Linked DNA regions of Mus musculus: region 2 is linked to region 1. The links are chromatin contacts, called in public HiChIP or PLAC-seq maps. All regions are on one chromosome and are shown on one strand. The core of a region is the stretch at or near the end of the contact, and the rest is flanking DNA. Distances in the headings are between cores, read along the strand shown. Region 1 has its middle 130 kb from the start of Cpa6. Region 2 overlaps Prex2 (phosphatidylinositol-3,4,5-trisphosphate-dependent Rac exchange factor 2).

Region 1 (4,321 bases), core at 589-3,088:
AGCTCTCTGGTAGAACCAAATCTATGACTCTGCTCTTTCAAAGCGCAGTTACGTGAATAGCTAGAGAAAACTAGTCCTTCCTAAAAATAACTATTATTTTCAAATTTTTACATGACATCTTTTCAAGAGTAAAGGAAATATACCAGTAGGAAGAATAAAGGCATAATGTGACATTCTTATAATATGTCACTCTGAGAATAATTTAAAGTAAAAAATCGGTTTTTTATGCCTTATGGCTAGTCATTTAAATGTTAATCTACTTCTCTGTTTAGCATAACAACAGAACTGACCTCCTCCAGACTCCAGAGAGACCCCAGCTGCCCTGTCCATTGCCTGAAACTGAAACAGCTGAAACAGCTTCCAAATGCCATGATCATTTTCCTAGTCCAATTTTCATGTATAGCCCACAGAATGCTAATTAAATGCAATTTGTAAATTACATGTTTATTCTATTGAATGATAGGCATGCAATTTTTATTTGTCTAATATCTAGACAGACACAAAGTGATCATTTCTTTAACAATATTTTGTCACAGATACTTTTATATGAATTTTACTTTGTATAATGATGGTTACTCATTATTCAGATTTGTAGGGGTTTTATTTGAAAGTACACACATGAATACCTGATAAGTGGATGGGGCCACATTTTGTTTCTGCTGCCTAAACCTAGCAGAATGTGATCATTTGGGATAAGGTCACATGTATTTCAGCTTTCTGTGAAAATAGAATTAATGAACCTATCAAGACAAGAAACTACCTTTCCCAACATGCCACAGTCTCAATGTATGAGTCCCTCAAAAAATTGACATGTTGAAACTTAACCACTATTATGATATTCTTAAAAGGATCGTAGTAGCCTTGCTAGTGAGGCTGGAGAGCTATTTGTTTCTGCCCTGTGAGAACACAACAGGAAGCTCCAGGTAAGCGGCAGAGAGTAGGTTTTTTTTTTTTTTTTCCAGACACTCAATCTGCATGCAGCTGGATCGTGCTTTCTTACCTTCCAGAGCTGTAAGCAACACATTTCTGTAGCTCACAAGTTTCCAGTCCATAATATTTTGTTATGGTATCATGAGCAGGCAATAACAGAACGCAAGAGTTTTCTCCTTAGGACTTTACATTGATAAAGAATGGAAAAGGGGTGCTGCTGACTTGCTTCAATACATTCTCATTTCCCAGCAAGAGTTTTACCAGACACACATGACTCACATGTCAACAAATTATTCAGAGTCACATGAATACCATCAGTCTGCAAATATTGGCCTTTTAAGTTCCTAGAAATATACCATTTCCCCCAGACTTTTATATCACTTTCTTTCTTCACTTTTATTTGTGTGTGTGTGTGTGTGTGTGTGTGTGTGTGTGTGTATTTATAGTATGAAATGCAGTGTATGAGTGTGTGGATGTGCATAGCTATGAAGACAGCAGAACAAGATACCTTATTGCCTTGAGGCAGGCTTTCTTACTAACCGGAAGCTTAGCCCTTTCAGCTTGGCTGGATGGCCATTGAGCTCTCTAGATATGACTGTCTGTACCCTGAAAGGTTGGGGTTGCAGGCACAAGCCATATCTGTCTCTTTATATGAGCACTGGAGATTTGAACTCAGATCCTTATTCTTCAAAAGCTAGCAATCCTACCTGAATGAGCCATCTCCCCATCCTACTCTTTCTTTTTTTAATTAAAGGTGGCTCCTAACACCACGCCCATCCTTTCCTACAAGCTTCAATTTCACTACATTTGGAAAACTTTAGCCTAAGAAGATCAAGGGCTCAGTCTCACCAAATATTCAGAATCAACAGCACCTTTGTCAGGTCTTATTTAACTTTCAGAGTCCTGTTTTCTTGTGGAGCCTGACCTTGACCCCTAGGTTCAAGAGCTCCTCTTTCCTCAGATTCCTAAGTACCAGTGATTACAAGTGAATGCTGAAAAGTCTGACTGGATTTTTAAATAATAAAAAAGCTATCTACTAATCGGGAAGAGACCTGACTTCTGATGAAAGTATACATCAACCTTTGCTTATATCTAACCTAGAAAGCTATATAAAAGGATAAATGTTGTCTGTCATACCTTGGCTTAGACAAAACACTAGAGTCCTTCTTAATTCTAAGTTAGCTTCAAAGAAAGTAAGAGGATTATTCTAAAACCATCCTGGCTCTTGTCAGTAACCAAAGCATTCTGAGTCGAATTTAGTAGCATGTTCTTTCTTTAAGGAAATGGATCATTTATTTTCACAGTTAAAAGAAAAGTTGGGATGTGCTATTATGAGTACTAAAGTTTTAAATTAAAAAAAAGCAAAAAAAAAAAATATGAAAGAGAAGTTAGTACTGTCTTGTAGAACTTACAAATAATTTTAATTTAATGAAATTGGAACTTATGTAATATTTATTTTGAGGTGATTCTGTTATAGCCATTTTACTCATCAACATGAAAAATATTAAAATATATTAATATCTTTATTAACGCATTTTACCTTAATTAAAAGGGAAGTACATCATTTTCCCCCATCCCTCTCAAATTCATGGCCTTTTTCTTTAATTACTACCACTGCATACAGGTAAGTGAATAAATATATAAATACAACTTGCTGAGTTGTATGTGTTTTTAGGACTGACTATTTTGCATTGGATACAGTTAGGGGCTCATCCCTAGAGAAGGCTGAGTCTCATTCTCTCTACAGTCATTAGCTCTCTATAGCTCTTCATGTAAAGGTGGGGCCCCACAAGACTCCCTCCATCCATGTTGACATGTAAACTGTTCTCATTGTTCAGATCTTGGTGATATTTCATGGTTGTAGCTTCCCTAGTATATCTAGAAGACACAACCTGTCAACAGACATACACTTCCCTCTGCCTCTTTTGCAATTCACAATGCAAGTCTCCCCCAGCCTGATATGTAAGGGTTCTGTAGTAGATGTATCACATAGAGCTAAGCACCGTGTAGTCAGTTGTTGTCTGCATTTTGACCAGTTGTGGATTTTGTAATTTTCTCTGTTTGCTACATACTCTACTTTAACAAGGGATAAAAGCAGTACATATTCACGGGTATAAGGATAAGTATTTGCAATGTACTTGGGGTTATCCTGGTTTAGGAAAGTGGCAGTAATAGGTTCTCCTCTAAGACCCATGAACTCACTATCCACAGATAGATAGCTAGGTTTACAAGTGCAAGGCATGATCTTTCTCTTGTCAACTAGGCTTTAAGTCAAATTAGACAGTTGTTGGTTATTGCTCAGATATAAGTGACAGCATGACACTTTTAGTGATCTCATGCCTTGGTTATTGCAGCTCATAGGCATCATACCCGGGAAAGAAAGACTATTGATTGCTTTCTTCCCTCCGTTGCTCACATTTCACCTTCTCGTACAGGAAAGCTAGTGCTCAAAGAAGAGGTTTGATGCAAGGAGTCAGACACAGCTTCGATCTATTTCTACTGTAGGTAATAATAAAACAATACAATGTGTCTACACAGAAAATTTATTGGCCCCTAGACTGCAAAGAGCAAGAATTTAACTAGCTTTGGTAACACTGCCTCTGAGGTCAAAGGATGTCACCAGATGCTGCTTGTTTCTCACCAACTGTGAGAGGTAATCACTGTCTACTTGACTGGATCTGAAGACTCAAAGGAGACTGATCTCTGCCATACGTGTGAGGGTGTTTCCAAAACAACTTACCTGGAGAAGGAAGGTTCACTTTAAATGTAGTTCCTCACAGGCTGAGATTCCAAAGTGAATAAAAGGTAGAAAAGAAGAAAGTCTACTGAGCAACACCCCCCCAACACACACACACACACACACACACACACACACACACACACACACACACACACATGTTCACGTGCGAGCATACACACACACTTCCTTACTGTGGAGTAGATGCCTTCTACTCCCACCACCACAGCTAGAACAGCTCTTACTACCATGAATTCCATGTCCAGATGGACTGTACCCTAGAACTGTGAACCATATAAGCCCTACTTTCTTTCTGTTGCTAATAAGAAAGTAACTAACACAGAAGCTCTGGTTTGCTGCTGCTGCTCTGTTCTCTTGGCAGGGCTGCTTCAGGCTACAGCATGAAATGACTCCAGAGACTCCCTTCCATCTTGCTGTTAGTTCCAAAAACCCAAAGTTAGAGCCAAAGAGAGGCTCTGCATATCCCTATGGGCTGGAAGGAAAGCTTCAAACTGGAGTTATAATGACAGACCTATTTCTGAATTTCACCCTGAAGCAGGCTTCTCCACTGAAAAGTGAGAAGCCAGATATGCATCTTAGCTTCTAGAACTCCAGGGCTTCTTGATCCCATAATAAAAACCATTGACTAAAGCT
Region 2 (4,321 bases), core at 1,263-3,762, 240 kb before region 1:
ATAGCAGTGGTGGTCGTGTACATTTCCTCAGTGTCAGACTTCACACGGTCAAGCCTACACGACAGATGCTGAAGCTGGTGGTTTAAATGCTACATTGGAGATCTCACACCTCTGATTCTCACTTTTCAGGAGCTGAGAATTTCTAGTTTGTTTTAGTTTTGTTTTGTTTTGCTTTGCTTTTACAAGACCTGCCAAGCAAAGTCAATTAGTTCTTCTGATTCATCTTCAGAGAAACTGACCTGCTAGAAGCTCATATGTAGAGCAATACTCAGATGCAAAAATAAGTCCTAGGGCATGAAGATGAATGCATTGTCCTTGGTTCTTGTGATTGCAATATTATGGGATGTTGAAGGAGAATTCAGTTTACTCTGCTCTCAAAGTAGTTCTAGGCCTCCAAAGGCTTGATGAAGCCTGTGAACGATCTGGGTTGTTTCTGGTTGAAGGAATTATTCACAGGCTTCTCTATGTTGGAAGAAAGGACACCTCAATCTAGTTCAGTGGTTCCCAGTGTTCCTAACACTGTGACTGTTTAGTGCAGTACCTCATGTTGTCATGACTCCCAACCATAAGATTATTTCATTGTTACTTATAACTGTACTTTTCCTACTGTTATAAATCATAATTTAAATAGCTGACATGCAGGATATCTGATATGCAGGATATATAAGGGGTCACAGCCCACAGGTTGAGAATTACTGATCAAGTTATTCCCATTTCTAGCCACTGTGCAGTCTGCATTGTGAATAAGGATATCTACTATAGACATAATAAGATTTTACTTCAATATAACCTTTCAGTAATTTTCTGGGTGACGATAAGATCACATTACACCAGTATACTGATAATAATTTTGCAAAAGTTCTGGATTTGATGATAGACACACTAGCTTTCAGGATGGGATGATTAAAGTGGAGGTTCAAATTCATAACTGCTAGTGCTAACAAGCTTCAGGTACCAGCATAGGACTGGTGGCAGAGGTGTTAACAGGGAAGGGAATGGGGGCCCAAGGTTCTCAATGTGTCACGTACAGGAATTTTGAAAATAGCCTGGATGATGACAGAAGCAGACTGGAAATTGATCAGAGATCAAAGCAGAGACACTATGTTCTGTGAGTGATCAATTGGGAAAACATATGAACAGAATCTCACATTGCCAACTCTCCTACAGATACAGGAAGAAATGGCTCAGAAGCTAACTAAGAAAGGGGGAACACACCAACATCTCTGATAGGTTATGCCTCCCCTTGAAAGAGCTGTTGGGGGAAAGTCACAAGAGATACTGAGTCATTGGCCATGATTACCCAGCAGGTAAAGAAAGCAAGCAAGCAGGCTGGGCTGAAATGGGTTATTAGTGAGATGAGTTCTAGGATTCCTGTGGGGATCCTGTAAGATCAAAATAATAATTCCAAAATGTGAATTTTTATAAGCTTACCTGTGTTTTCTTTTGCAGTATACTAAAAGATTATCAAAAAGAAAAAACACTCGTTCTTGAATATTTCCGGAAGAAATTTTCATTAGGACTCCACACATCAGCATCTCAGTACAGGTGTCAGTAATGTTGGACCCCTGAGGCAGGAAAAGAAATGATGATTTGTCTGATTGCCTAACATTATTATCTTTATAGTGCTGGGATCAAATGAAGGGTGTCTTACAAGTAAGACAAGTACAATGCCACTGTACCTTATCTGCAAGTCCTGCCTGACTTTTTGTATGCAATTATGCTCTTTAACTTTTCACTTGTTTTGTTTTTTTTTTTTCATTAACAACTATCATGTACACAGTCAAGGTGGTTACACTGAATGCTGTCTCCGTCCCAGTCTGCATAGAGAATCTACGTTTACCCAGAGACAACTGAAGCTCCAACAGCAGCCATGCTAAAACAGGCCCATAGACAACTACAGAGGTAAGGGTGGAAAATCTTCCCTAGTTAAGAGCACACCAACTGATCATCCAATATCAAATGGTCAGCCTAGCAACTCAAGTATAACAGGGAAGGAAAAGACACAATCACATACACACATGTGCACGTGCGTGTGCATGTGTACATACACCCCCACACACCCCCACAGGCATACATGCACACACATATTCACACACTTGCACATATATACTTGTAACAACAATAACAAGAAAGAGGAAGGGAGGTCACGAATTTCAAAGAAGACAAGGAAGTGGGTATATGACAGACAGAGTTTGGGGCCAGGCAAGGGAAGGGAGGAATGATATAATTTCATTATAATCTCAAGAATTAAAAAAAAAAAGAAGAAGAAGCCTGTTATTAGCGGGTATCAATTTAAAGATATCATCTAATTATAGAAAGGAGGAGACAATAGAAAAAGAAAAATGGACTGGAGGGAGACTTAGAGGATGAGAGGCTTGGTTCCCATCACCCAGGCCAGGTGGCTCACAAGCCCTTGAACTCCAACCCACCAGGGATCTGATGCCTCTAGCTGATTCTTAACACAGACCTGAGAGGAGAATAGAGGCCAGAGAGAAGCAGCCACTCCCAGGCATCAACATAATTTAGCTCAGCAGAGAGCTGAACACACCGCTCTCAACACCTCCACTGGGCTCCTACAGTGTCTGGCTCACTTCCTGCTAGCACTTGTAAGCTGTTTGCTGCCACCTAGCCATCCATATACTGCACAGGCTGAGTCAGATTTAAGAGAGACAAATAAAAGAATTCAAACTTTCAGCTGGTCTCTACAGCTAGAATATTTCAGCTTTAAATGTGCCTGCTTTCTTTTAACCCATAGGTAAATTGCTGGGTTTTATTTAAATCAAAGTTTCTATCTTTTGGTTTTGATACTTAATATTCAAAACATTAAGCATAGCCTCATATTTCCATAATAATTACTGATAGGTTATATCTCCAATGTCAATGAAAAGATCCATTTCAAAATAGATTAGATTAGATTAAAGGCAGGTTAGTTAGGAATTAGGATTGAGGCCAGGGGAATCTCCAAGGGGAAGTGGGAGGAGAGAAAGAGAGAAAGAGCATGAGTACAGAGAAAAGAGAAGAAGAAGAGAGCAAGAAAGACAAAAATGTCTGGGTTATATAGGAAAAGCCTCTGAGGGAATGGCAGCCCAGCTCCTGGGCTGGGAGTTTAGGATTGGGGGCAAGGTATGTCAGGTAAGGATTGGGGAATGCTGGGAGAACCTGAAGGCCAGTTCTGCTTTGATATGTAAAATACATACCTCAGTCCTTTGTCCAAAGTCCTTTGTCCAAACAACTACTAGTATTGGTCTTATAGTCTACTACAAATAGAGTTAAACAAAAACTCAAATCTATTTTAAAATTCTAAAGTAGAAATTAATAAAGAGGTGTTATTATATTCACTTGCTTATCTATATTCCAAACATATTTTGTTTTAGGAAACCTCTTCTTAAAATTTCTTTTTATCCTGACAGAACAGAATCAAATGGAGATGTTGTAAATCTTTACACAGTTTGATCAACACTCCTGTGCTCACTGAGCCCCAAATTACCATGAACATGAACCTAGGTCTCAATACAGTAGCATGATTGCTTATTACTTCCTTGTGAGTATATAATTCCTTATTTTGGGGATAACCACAGTTAAAATAGCATTTTAAAGAAAGCATACTTACCAAGACTCAAGGACTTTAAGCTTAATTACTAAACAGTGTCATGTTAATGATATTCATTCATCAAAATACCTCACTGTGAATCCAGAACCTACAGCTAAAACCACATAATTGATCCACCCAAAGTGAGGTGAAATTGAGTGTGGCCCAGTACTATGAAGTAAGTCAACAGCTCTAATTAAATATCTGGTAGTTTTCTTGGCAAAGTAGATTCTTTGTTGGCCTATGAGCTCACAAGGTCTAGTAGGGTACTCTGAAACTCTTCACTTTCTGGCTGTATCTCACTTTTTCATTATCAAAATCTTCTCAAATATAGTGGGTATTGCCATTCTCCTGGGAAGTAATATAATAAACTGTGGTGGTAAAAGGATAATTTCAAAGATTAGCAGTTAAAGCATAAGCTGTATATTTTCTTGGCCATAGTTATTGCATAAATGCTGAGAAAAACTTGTATTTACTGCTAAAGGGCAGGTAAGAAAACAATACTTCAAAGAATCAGCTTTTTTTTTTCCTTAGTTGTAAATTTACAGACCTAAACTTTATCAGCTTCTTGTTTTGAGAAACTGGGTATGCTAATTATCCTAACATAACTTCAGTAAAATGTTCAGACTCATAAGTCACTGTTGAGTATGGTTGACCCCCACCCCACCCAGGTTCATATCCTAGAGATATTGTATTAAGTCAGGCTAGGCTGACTCCATGACAGACTTCACA

What was found. HiChIP or PLAC-seq counts read pairs in DNA pulled down with a chosen protein or histone mark.
Region 2: a contact with region 1 is called in an H3K27ac HiChIP or PLAC-seq map of embryonic stem cells, with 9 read pairs. The contact joins two enhancer-like sites. A contact is called at or near these places in 1 of 484 Hi-C or Micro-C datasets (embryonic stem cells), 7 of 115 datasets of contacts at active chromatin or transcription factors (the SCID.adh cell line, embryonic fibroblasts and embryonic stem cells) and 3 of 9 other capture datasets (adipose tissue, embryonic stem cells and pancreatic islet).

The regions. Positions count from the first base shown.
Region 1 is chr1:10,850,683-10,855,003 of GRCm38.p6, reverse strand. It overlaps the pseudogene Gm28659. Among named protein-coding and RNA genes, the nearest start is that of Cpa6, 130 kb to the right of the region's middle. Within about 2 kb of position 1,838, at least 9 of the 459 cell types and tissues checked have an H3K27ac peak or open chromatin away from gene starts, as enhancers often do. A contact at or near this core is called in embryonic stem cells, where this site is marked.
Region 2 is chr1:11,095,707-11,100,027 of GRCm38.p6, reverse strand. It overlaps Prex2 (phosphatidylinositol-3,4,5-trisphosphate-dependent Rac exchange factor 2), which reads right to left. Exons shown (of 40, transcript NM_029525.1): 7 at 1,432-1,565. Among named protein-coding and RNA genes, the nearest start is that of Gm24173, 36 kb to the left of the region's middle. Within about 2 kb of position 2,512, at least 28 of the 459 cell types and tissues checked have an H3K27ac peak or open chromatin away from gene starts, as enhancers often do. A contact at or near this core is called in embryonic stem cells, where this site is marked.